Regions from separate parts of the Rattus norvegicus genome. Here region 1 is linked to region 2. Evidence: chromatin contacts called from public Hi-C data. All regions are on one chromosome and are shown on one strand. Each heading gives the region's core, a stretch centred on a gene start, on an enhancer-like site or on the middle of the called end of the contact. The rest is flanking DNA. Distances are from core to core; before and after follow the strand shown. Region 1 has its middle 21 kb from the start of Klhl7. Region 2 overlaps LOC108350647 (a long non-coding RNA gene).

Evidence for each region. Hi-C and Micro-C count contacts between places; a contact is called where the count stands out from the background.
Region 1: a Hi-C map of the Rat2 cell line shows a contact between it and region 2, with 4 times the contacts expected there. The contact joins two enhancer-like sites. A contact is called at or near these places in 3 of 12 Hi-C or Micro-C datasets (the A7r5 cell line, the Rat2 cell line and Schwann cells).

Annotation. Positions count from the first base shown.
Region 1 is chr4:11,966,182-11,971,887 of GRCr8, forward strand. No RefSeq gene overlaps it. Among named protein-coding and RNA genes, the nearest start is that of Klhl7, 21 kb to the left of the region's middle. Within about 2 kb of position 4,125, at least 27 of the 93 cell types and tissues checked have an H3K27ac peak or open chromatin away from gene starts, as enhancers often do. A contact at or near this core is called in the A7r5 cell line, where this site is marked.
Region 2 is chr4:11,806,206-11,811,901 of GRCr8, forward strand. All of the region lies in intron 1 of LOC108350647 (a long non-coding RNA gene), which reads left to right. Among named protein-coding and RNA genes, the nearest start is that of Nup42, 86 kb to the right of the region's middle. Within about 2 kb of position 3,111, at least 33 of the 93 cell types and tissues checked have an H3K27ac peak or open chromatin away from gene starts, as enhancers often do. A contact at or near this core is called in the A7r5 cell line, where this site is marked.

The DNA of each region.
Region 1 (5,706 bases), core at 2,875-5,374, 160 kb after region 2:
AAGTCACTGCAGATGTAGGATTGGGTCTCCAGGGAAAAGAAAACAAATGAACAAAAGCAAATTAAAGTTAAAGGAATGAAAAGGATCCAGTGGAGGCAAAATCCAGTGGAGGATTGAGTGACCTGGAAAAACATGTCCTTGTGTAACCCCAGCCAGCTGGACTTCCTTTAATAACCAATTTAGTGTGGCATACAAGTCTGCAAGAAGTCCCCAGGCTGCTGATGCTTATCAAAGTGTCTGCCTACTCTGTTGGGGTTTTTTCTTTGTTTTGTTTTGTTTTGAAGTTTTTTCTTTGCTCTTGGCGAACTCCAGTTCGGTGTGCCCTCTTAAGACTACAGGATTTCTCGGTCCCCAGCTCCGGAAAAAAAGAACCAAAAAAAAAAAAAAAAAAAAAGACTACAGGATTCCGCCGTTGCCTCTGCACTGGGAATTTGGAGGTGCTGCTTCTGCAGCTGGCCTAGATGTCTGGCTTGGTGCCTCTGAAACCCCAGCTAGCTGAAGACGTCAGTCTTGTCTAATGCCACTGCTGTTGAAGCTGAGCCTCAGGGCTGCTGTCACAAGAGACAAGACAAACAGCTGTGGCTTGTGTATGCAGGGTCACTTGCCCTAGTTACGGCAGCCAGAGATATCGAGGCCAGGCTCTAGCTGCTCTTGATTGTCCTCAAGCCGTGTTCACACATTCTCAGACTTTTTAGGTTGATCTGCAAAATAGGATATTTTAATATTTTCCTCTTAAACAAATTTCCTTCCCTTCTCCCAATTCTGGTAACTTAGACTTCACAAAACCTGAAGCCACCCCTGATTCCAGGCAAAACTCCATGAGAAGTGTTTCTGTTGGGGCTGCTGGTTTTCATCATCTTTTTTTTTTTTTGGTTCTTTTTTTCGGAGCTGGGGACCGAACCCAGGCCCTTGCGCTTCCTAGGTAAGCACTCTACCACTGAGCTAAATCCCCAGCCCCTTCATCATCTTTTTAACTGTTAAGTGGCAGGGTGAAGGAACAGAATCGGTCTGATTTCATTTTTCTATTTCCTAGTGATGTGTTTATAAAAAGATAAAGAGCGTGAAGATATGTTCTGTGGAGGTGTAGTAAGTTGTGGGGGGGAAGGGGTGCCTATGCTGAGACATCCTTTCCCCTGAGGCACCAGCTACAGGACTATTCAGGGCATGGGGAGGGGAGTTAAGAGAGTAGAAGAGGCAGAGAAAGGCAGAGAGAGTGGGGGAGGGGAAGAGAGAGAGAAGGGGAGAGAGGAGAGGAGAGGAGAGGAGAGGAGAGGAGAGGAGAGGAGAGGAGAGGAGAGGAGAGGAGAGGAGAGGAGAGGAGAGGAGAGGAGAGGAGAGAAGAAGTACAGGCCGGCCATGAGCATGTGGAGGGGTGGGGGAGGGAATGGGAGGACAAGGCAGGAAGGCAGGAGCAAGAGAGGAAGCAAGCAGCCCCTTTTATAAAGCCAGACATACCTAGCTGTTGCCAGGTAACTGTGGGGTGCAGCCTAGACAGAATGCTAACACCTATTATCTGCAATGTAAGGCTTGTATGCTGGCTAGTTTTATGTCAACTTGACACAAGCTGGAGTCATTGGAAAGAGGGTCTCTCAACTGAGAAAATGCATCCAAACGATTGGCCTGGAGTGTATTTTCTCTTTTCTTCCTTTTCTTTCTTCTGTCCGTTCTTCTTTTACTTCCTTCCTTCCTTCCTTCCTTCCTTCCTTCCTTCCTTCCTTCCTTCCTTCTCTCTTTAAAGTTTATTTAACACAACATAATCACTACTTCACTGAGGTGGCTGACCACATCCACTACCAAAGCTGCCTCTAAACTGGAATTCATTGTCTTAGCTTTCTTGTCAGCTCCAGGGGCACAGCGCTCCTTCTGAAGGCTGCTCTGTCTGCCTCCCCTCTTGTGAATCTCACAAGCCACTCACCTTCTGGATCTTAGGGCCGAGGCCTGCCAGCTGGACAGCTGCTGCGCAGGGTGGCAGGCATGATCTTGGAGATACTGGATACTCCCATGCATAAGGTACCAACAGAAATACCTCCAGGCAAACTGCTCCTTCACATGGCCTTGAGAGACTTGAGAGACTACATGTCCTGCATTGCATGAAGGTTGGGCAGACTCTTGTCCTCCAGCGGGAAGTGTAAACTTCTTTCTTGGCAACTATCGCCACCTTAAAAAGAAGCTTACAGGTGTCAGTCAGATTCTTAGGCATCAGCTTCACGGCAGCTGCAGGATCCAAGGTGGAGGCTAGAAAGGAAGGGGCGTGTGTGCCTCAGCGTCTCTTCCTGGAGTGTCTTTTCTTAATTAGTGATTGATTGAACGGTCACGATTCCCTCAGGGTCTTAGTGTCTTGTTAATTGTGGAGATAGTCCCTCATCTCCCTCGTTTCCTACACATCTACTGATTATCCCCTCTGAACCAAGCTTAGCCAAACACAACATTGAATTTGAAAGAAGAGGAAAGCAGAAGTGGGCTTGGCTCTTCACTTAACTGATTCAGTCAGTCAATCACTAACTATGGTTTTTTCTTACATATCTTAAATTTAAGGTTTTTCCAAGGGAGAGGATTGCTTTGCTTTTCCTATTTCTAAGGCTTCAGTGTAGGTAAAAAGGCTATACCAGGAGCCTTCACCACCATATGTTTCCCCATGACATTGAAAGGGTAATGTAAGAAGAGAGAATTCTTTCAACAAGACAGTAAGCCATTCTATTGACACGTCCTATAATCCCAGCAAGCACGCAGAAGGTGCAGGCAGGAGGATCAGGTCAACCTGATTCAAGGTCATCCTTGGCTACATAGTGAATTTGAGGTCAATCTAGGCTAGCGACATGAGACCTTGTCGAAAAACTAAACTCAAAAGTCAAAGTAGCAGTGTGTAGGCTGTTCAGATACATGTTTTCATGCTTGCATCCAGGAGCATGATGGTTCTTTCCCCGCCCCCTAGCTAACATACAAACAAATATATTCACTGTTCCACTTTCAGCTGATTTTTTAAAAAAGTGTAATTTAGTTATAACCTCATCCTCATCCAAAAAGGGGCGTGTGTGTGTGTGTGTGAGTGTGTGAGTGTGTGTGTGTGTGTGTGTGTGTGTGTGTGTTTATAAATTCTAAAGAGAAAGAGTCAGGAGTGAAAAGCAGTCTCTCAAATATCCTCAAAAAAATTGAAATCTAATGGGGTTGATGTATTTCTTAAAATTCCATAATTGGCTGATCGCCTGTGGGTCATACACCAATTCACTTCAACCATAACTTGTGAAATTGCAATGCCATTTTTAGTTTTAAAAGACACCATGACAATAAATCATGCTACGAATGGATTTCAGTCCAAGCATTTAGCTGTGCCTCACATTTGCTAAATGAGAGTCAAAGTTGGCTCTGATAGAGTATCTGTCGCACAGCCACCTTGATTCAGCGGTATAAATATTTATGTGAAGCCTAGTTGGGGCGGTGTGAAAGACTGCAAACACATCTCTTCTCGTTATATAAACTATCAAACTCTTCTGATTATTTTGTTTCCTTCAAAGCCATTTACTAACAACACACACAAGGATGAGAGCGAGCGTCCACATTTCCTAGCCCAGGCGTCCTCGGAAGTGGATTACAGAGAGTAGCCCAGTACCTGAGGGAATTCTGGATGTATAAGACCTACTTCTTGCTCCTGGGTACTTTCCAGTGTTGTCGTCAGAAGCCCAGCAGGAGAGTGCTCTGAGATACTCAATTGAAGGACATAGATTACTTCCTGAGGAAGACTGAAACTTGTGAACAGAGTAAAAAGCCATTGCAGCAGCTGAATACTCACTGTGTACCAGGCACTGTGAATAGCATCACTGTCTCATTCAAAGAGAACAGCACTCAGCATAGGGAATGCTACCGGCTTCATTTTGCAGGTAAAGAGACAGCTTTTGAGAGATGAAGCAATTTGCCTAAGAGTGGCAGGCAAGGCTGGAGTTCTCCCTCTTGACATGTTGTTTACCTATCATTCACAAAGCTCTGGCTTGGATCCCAGCACCTCGCAGATTGGGTGTAGCGGGCGTGCCTGCAATTCCAGCATTTGGGAGGTGGTTAGCTAGCCTGGTCAGGGACTGTGCCGGATGCCGGAGAGGCGGCAGGCGTGGTGGGGCACATTCTTGTGCCCTGACATAGCCTCTCCTGATATAGCCAAGCACAGAAGCTTTGGATAGGCCTTGCCCGCATCGCCTACAAACACACAGCCTGAATGTACTCATCTGTATATTCATATATGTATAAATATATACTGATGTGTCTGTAAAAAGATAAAGAGAAGGGAGATATGTTTTGGTGGATGTGTTAGTGAGGTATGGGGAAGTGGGTGCCTCAGTAGGCCCATGCTGAGACATCCCTTCCCCCTGAGGGACCAGCCTCACAGCGGTATAGTATAGCATTTATTCAGGGCATGGAGAGGGGAGTTGAGAGGGTAATAGAGGCAGAGAAAGAAAGGCAGGGAGAGAGAGAGAGAGAGAGAGAGAGAGAGAGAGAGAGAGAGGAAGAAGGAGGAGGAGGAGGAGGAGGAGGAGGACGAAGCCAGCCATGAACATGTGGGGAGAGAGGGAGGAAGGGAATGGAGAGGGGAGGGGAAGAGGTGAGGGGACAGAGCAGGAGCAGAAAGACAAGAGCAAGAGAGCGAGGAGGAAGCAAGCAGCCCCTTTTATAGTGAGTCAGGCATACCTGGCTGTTGCTAGGTAACTGTGGAGTGGAGCTTAGACAAAATGCTAACATGTGAATGTGTGAAATTGTCAAAGTTAATTAGAAATATTTTCTTTTTCAAAAAGGACTTGCTGTGGAAGCTAGGTGTGAGGGGGGCATGCTTCTAATATGAGTCTTGTGGGACTCAGGAAGCTGACAGTAGGATGGTGAACTCAAGGCTGGCCTGGGACGCACAATGAGCTCGTAACTCAGAGAGAGGGTGTGGGGATGCTAGCTTAATGTTTTACAGTCACAGGAGGAAAATGGACAGCATGCAGTGTTTTAATGGGGATGAGGGTGGGGAGTGGACAGCACTGAAGCCCAGAAGCCCACGTTCCTACTTTATTATACTAACCCCGAATGCAGAAGTAGGTTTTCCCCAGTGGGATCAAACACTCATCTACTGAGTGAACTTGAGCAGGGCAGATCGGAGCCTGACAGTTCATGGTTTACATTCTTAAAGAACCCCAAGTCGTGCTACCGCCCGGGCACTTCTCAGCTGCTGCCATGATGACCTCCCCCACCAATCCCTCTCACAGACTGTGGAGACCACGGACTGCCAGAAAACCTGGACTTCCTTGAGTTCCCTTCTCCAGCCATGTGTATATCTACATGTTCCTGCCTTCCTATCCTGAGCTTGGATGTCCGTCTTTGAAGAACTTCACCAAATGCTTCATTCACCAGGTTCATGCTAGGAGCTGATAAAGATACGGACCACACGAAGAGCTTTCCTTCAGGGAAGCAAGCTTCTGAGACCTCACTGAACCAGAGACGATTGGAACTACACCTAAGTGACTTCACGTAGCCATATTGCCGAAAGAGCATGTGAAATCTATCAAGAATTGGGGACCGTGGAGAGAACATCAGTCATGGAAAAGAAAGAAAGAAAGAAAGAAAGAAAGAAAGAAAGGAAGGAAGGAAGGAAGGAAGGAAGGAAGGAAGAAAGAAAGAAAGAAAGAAAGAAAGAAAGAAAGAAAGAAAGAAAGAAAGAAAGATTGGACACAACACTGGGAG
Region 2 (5,696 bases), core at 1,861-4,360:
GAGGGTGGCATAGATTGATCCCTTACAATCAAGTGAGACTGGTCTGGTGGAGGTAAGCCTGTGCTGTCTTCAGACCTGGGATGAGGAGCAGCAGGCCACTGTGGAAAGGAATGATGTCATAGACCCCAGGGACATCCCAGGGACACCCCAGGGACACAAAGGAAGGCTCAAACTCAGGAGGAGTTGCTAAGAAATGAGGCCACTCCCACAGCTTTGGGATTTTGGATGGGTAAGCATTTCCGATGTGTGCACAGGCGTGATGTATGCTGCTTAGCACCGTCCCACATGGACATGGTGTCACACGCATCCCTGCGCTCCTACACCTTTGCCTTTGTGTTGTTTCAGTTTCTCACGATGCACTTATTACCTCCTAAGGTGTAGTGTAGAGGACAAAGGTGGAAGAGGACACAGGAATGAAGACAGGGGTCAGCTTTCGCTCCTATGCTTGGCAAACAGGGACATTTTGATGGTTTGTTTTGTCCAGCTGACACAATCTAGGATCCTTTGGGAAAGAATGTCTTAATGAAGTATTATCACAAAGAGTAGCATGTGTTTGGGGGAATTACCTTGGTTACATTCACTGATGTCAGCCTGCCAGCATGGGTGGCAACATCCCCTCAACAGGAGACTCTCATCTCTGTGGTGGACAAGCCACAGCAAGCCAAGCACAGGCACGCATGCCTTTTACTCTTGACTGTGGCTGCGACTAGCTAGATGTCTCCGGTTTTTGTACCTTGACTTCCTTGATGCTATGGGTTGTAGCCTGGAATTGTGGGCTGAAATATACCCAGTTCTCCCATAAATTGTTTTCGCATTAAAAAAAAAGTCTATGGCAGCATGCAATGAAACTGAGAAACAATTATGGCTTTTCCATTCAGGGAGCACAGAACTGGTATGTGGCTGAGAGCTGGCTTAGACACATTGGAGGTGAGATTCTCATGGGACACGGAGACAGATGGTGACGTTCAAGTCTGGAAGAAGCATCAGAACACAGGCAGGCAGGGGAGCGGGGCCTCAGACGTGGGGAGCTATAGGGCTCAGGAAAACTGGCGGCAGGCACAGGCGTTCAGTGACCTCAACAGTGAGGTGGATGTTGGTGCTTTCCCAAAAACTGAACCCTGAAATTACTTGGGGGTGTACTTTAGATATCATATATATGATATCTATATCTATATCTATCTATCTATCTATCTATCTATCTATCTATCTATCTATCTATAAATTTTGACTAGGAGACGTGTCTGCTTCTGACAGCACCCCCTCACACTTCAGAGAAGATATTGAGCATCATTACCTCCGATAGGAGTCACTTCAATTGTGGCAAGCAAGCCACTGGGCAAGAAATACCCTCATTCATTCTGCAGACAAATGCTGTCCAGAAAAGGGCAAATCGGATGCCGGGTAGTTTACTGTTAAGCTCTGCCAAGACAGGGTAAGCTGAACTTTCTTAATTCCTGCTTCAGTTAAGGTCTGTCAGATGTTCTGGGCCAGAGGCTGAAGACCAATGCTCCAACATTATAAGGGATACTGGGGACTGTCCAGGCAGCTCTGGAATCTATGCTTTTGTGCTTCCTACATAGTCAGTTAATATTTAATTCCTTCTCAGATCTCTGACGGGATTGAAGACTAGTTATAGTCTCATAATTGAACTTAAGTTATCTAACATTAGAGAAGAGGTTCTAGATTTGAAAGGATAGTTTTCAGATGGTATTACAATTAAACAGATTAAAATTAAACAGAATTCAGGTACAGAATTTTAAACTCTTTAAGTTAGGATAGATGATAGATAGATAGATAGATAGATAGATAGATAGATAGATAGATAGATAGAATACTTTATCTAAATTGCCAAAGATGATGGACTAGATGTTATAAGCGTATACATACTTTATAATGTGCACAATTGTTATAATCGTGTCCAATTTATGTCCGAGAGAAAGGAGTGTTTTTAATTGGAGAGAACGGGAGAAATGTAGTGGGTTTGGCCTATGCTGCTTGCATTCTAATGTTAATTTGGGCCCCCAAATTGTTTGCACGATCGATCGTCTGCATGTCCGCAGTTAAGATGCTGAGGAACCCTGTCCCCAGTTGGTTCTGGTTGGTAAATAAAGATGTCAGCAGCCAATGACTGGGCAGGGCAGACAGAACCGGGACTTTTAGAATTTCCCAGGCTTTGGGCTAAGAGGAAGAAGGAGAGGGAAGATCTGCCATGACAGGAGAGTGTGGAGAGGAGAAATGCCATGTCTGAGAAGAGTGAAGGACAGAGAGGCATGGCCACCATGTGAAGGAGCTGGGAGAGCGCGGCCCAGAGCAAGGCCCAGTTGGGTAGCTCTCTGACTCCAGAGCAGCCAAGACAGAACACAGAATTTAGTTAAGTTGTGACTTGGAATTATCAGTAAGAGGTAGACTCTATCAGTGGAGGTTAAGCAGTAGCCCAGCTATTGTGGTGACTAAGACATGTGTCTTTCCTTTGGGAACACAGACCATTGAAGTGGATAGAGAACCCGTAGCCGGGACTTAATTATTAATTATTTAATTCAGCAATGTTTGTGCATAGGACTCCAGTTCCCAGAGGCCTCATGTGGCTGGGTTACAATTCATGATTTATAGGTACAGATGATGTCTGTGGACCTCCTTGCTTGGTTTTTGAAATAGGGTCACAGTTGTAGCTTCGGCTCACCTTGAATTTGTGGTGATCCTCCTGCCTCAGTCTCCCAAGTGCTGAGATTATAGGTATGTGATGCCTTCCCAAGAGGTGCTTGAAAAGTCTTGAAGTGGGGGCCTTGCCGTCCTTTGTCCTCTCAGATATGGTGTGTGTGCTCAGATGTTGGTCTGGGAGGCTGTGAGGGAAACCTATACCAGCCAGATCTGAGTTTTACATAGAAGTAAAACTCCCCCGTGGAATTCGTTGTTAATTTAGTTTCTCGTGACATTCACATGAACTTGGTCTAAATGAATGCAGGATAATTCTGCGACATTTGGTCATGCTTCTGCCTCCCACCTGGGGGCATAACATCTCGGCACTAATCTGTGAGAGATTAACAGGGCTCCAGCCTGGCCCCTTGATGTTAGCAGTTTGAAGCGCTGGGCGCCACCTGGTGGCCACATGGCACAAAGCCCTACCCTCTGGAAGTCTGTTTCCTGTCGTTTGCGTCTCTGCCCCAGCCCATCCTTTAGTCAGCACCCCAAGTCTTGAACGTCAGCGGCCCGACATGGAGTCCAGGAATTTAAGACACCATCGAGCTTCCTAGCTGCTGTGGGCTCCGGAAATTGAAAGGGAGCTGTTTCTAGGAAGTGTCTGGCTGTCCTTCCCCTCCTGCCAGTTGGGAACCGGCTACTAAATAAAGACGCCATGTGACCTCGCTTCTGCAGACTCTCGGGTCTCAGAGCCACAGTTAAAGTGGAGAGGAGGAGGCAGATGACTCACTGATACTCCGGAGCAGGAAATCAACACCCAGGGAGCCTGACCTGGCAGCGGCTCGTACAGAATTGATTGGCGGTGGTTTGAGCCGTGGGTGGAGTGGCTTTAATGTAGCTTATTAATACTTCCTTCTGCCGACCTTGGGTACAACCCTGAAACCGGACTGGGTATGGTGGCTCAGGCCTGTAATCCCAGCTCTCAGGAAATTGAGGCAAGAAGCGCTGCCATGAGGTCCAGTGAAGCTTGAGTTCTAGAACAAAACAAATGTCCCAAAGAAACTCTGAAATGGCCGATAACGGCTCCCACCGGCATTCTTCAAGGTTTAGAGGATGGCAGAGAGTCTCACCACACTGGGCACACACGCTGCCACCCACACTGGCCACTGCAAGTGATGGGCTGTTTTCTCTCTAGGGGACCCTTTGCTAATGGCTCCCTGGGTTCTGGGACCCCTCGGCCCTCAGTGTAACCACCCTTCGGACTAAGTGCGGCTCCAAGCCTCAGAGACAAGATGGCAGAGACCCTCAGAGAAGCTGCAGCTGAAAGTAACAAGGAGACAACTTCTTATCTTCCAGTCAGGAGCAAAAGCTGAAATCCGAGATGCCAGTGGTCTGCAGGCCTCTTCATGAGTGTGTGGGAGGAAGGCAAGGGTTTGCAGGAAGGGCTGGTCTGAGAACTGCCATGCTAGGCTTTGCCTTGCTAGGGGGTCAAGGAAGTAGGTGAGGTGGGGAGGCGGTGGCCATGCGGACGAACACCTGAGGACAGACAGGGTGGCCATGGGATCATGGTCTGAGCTGACACCGAGAAGCCAGGCCAGGGACACGATGAACTACTTGCTGGCAAACCTGGAAAGAGCAGGCTTGAAAGTCAGCTAGACGTCTTCCTGCTATAGAGAGTGGGGCCTCAGAGGTCATGTGGCTCCTACGTGACTATGCAGAGCTAGGTGGCGCCAGACTCCTACCCTAGCAGGGACTCCTTCCACAAGGCTCGGGGTCCAGGTCCTCCTTCATGGAGTTAGGTCCCAGACAATCCCCAGCCTCTGCTCCAGAATGCTCCATCTTGTTCTGTCCTTCAGACAACCAAGTTTGTGTTTGTCTGTCTCATGTCTTGGGATAGATCTCCATGTTCCTCCCTCTGGGAAAGGTCCGTAGAGAGCCCCTCTGACCCTGGGCCAGGGCTTTTGTCTGGGAGAACAGAGGACAGGTGGTCACAACCTCCTTCCCTTCCCTCTCCCAGAGGCCTCTAAAGCAACAGGCTCTCATGCCCACATGGCTTCCTCTTCCTTATGTAAAGCAGCTTTCGTATTTGCATCCCCACCTGGCATCGGAGGAGCCACAAACAAAATCACACTCTGCTTTACATGGGGCTGGGATGGATCAGGGCGGCAGAGAGGCAGGTGGGCGGGACACACCCTTGCTCATGTCCTCTGCTCTGTCTTCTGGCTGGGACGTCTGTGGATCTTTGCAAACATGGCTCAGGGCAGGCAGGGGGAGCTCTCCTCAGACCCCACGTTCCCTTCAGTTTGTATTCCCACGCTTTTGGGGCTCATGCCGGAGTGTCTGTGCAGGGGGAGAGCGTCTCTGTTCCTGGTGAGGCACAGGTGGGTGGTTGGTTGAGCAAGGCTCTTCCTCCTGGGAATGTCTTCTGGTCTATAAACACACACACACTCATACACACACATACATACAGACATACACACACATACACACACACATACACAAGCACACAGACACATACAGAGACACACACATACATATACATATATAGACACAGACACATACAGACACACATGTATTCACACACAGACACACACAGACACACACAGACTACATACACACATACATATACACACACATATACACACACAGACACACACACATATACACACACAGACACACACATACACACAGACACACACACATACACAAGCACACATACACACACAGAAACATACAGAGACACACACATACACACATATACATATACAGACACAGACACATACAGACACACATGTATTCACACACATATACACACACAGACACACACACAGACTACATATACACACATACACACAGACACACACAGACTATATACACACATACATATACACACACATATACACACACACACACACACACACACACACACACACACACACACACACGTGTCCCAGGTAACCCAGGTCTCTCCCCTGCTCATCCACACTCTGCAGCCTGGGAGCTGTCAATTCAGGACCATCATCAAACCAAGTCTGCCACCCCAAAGGACTTGGCCAGAA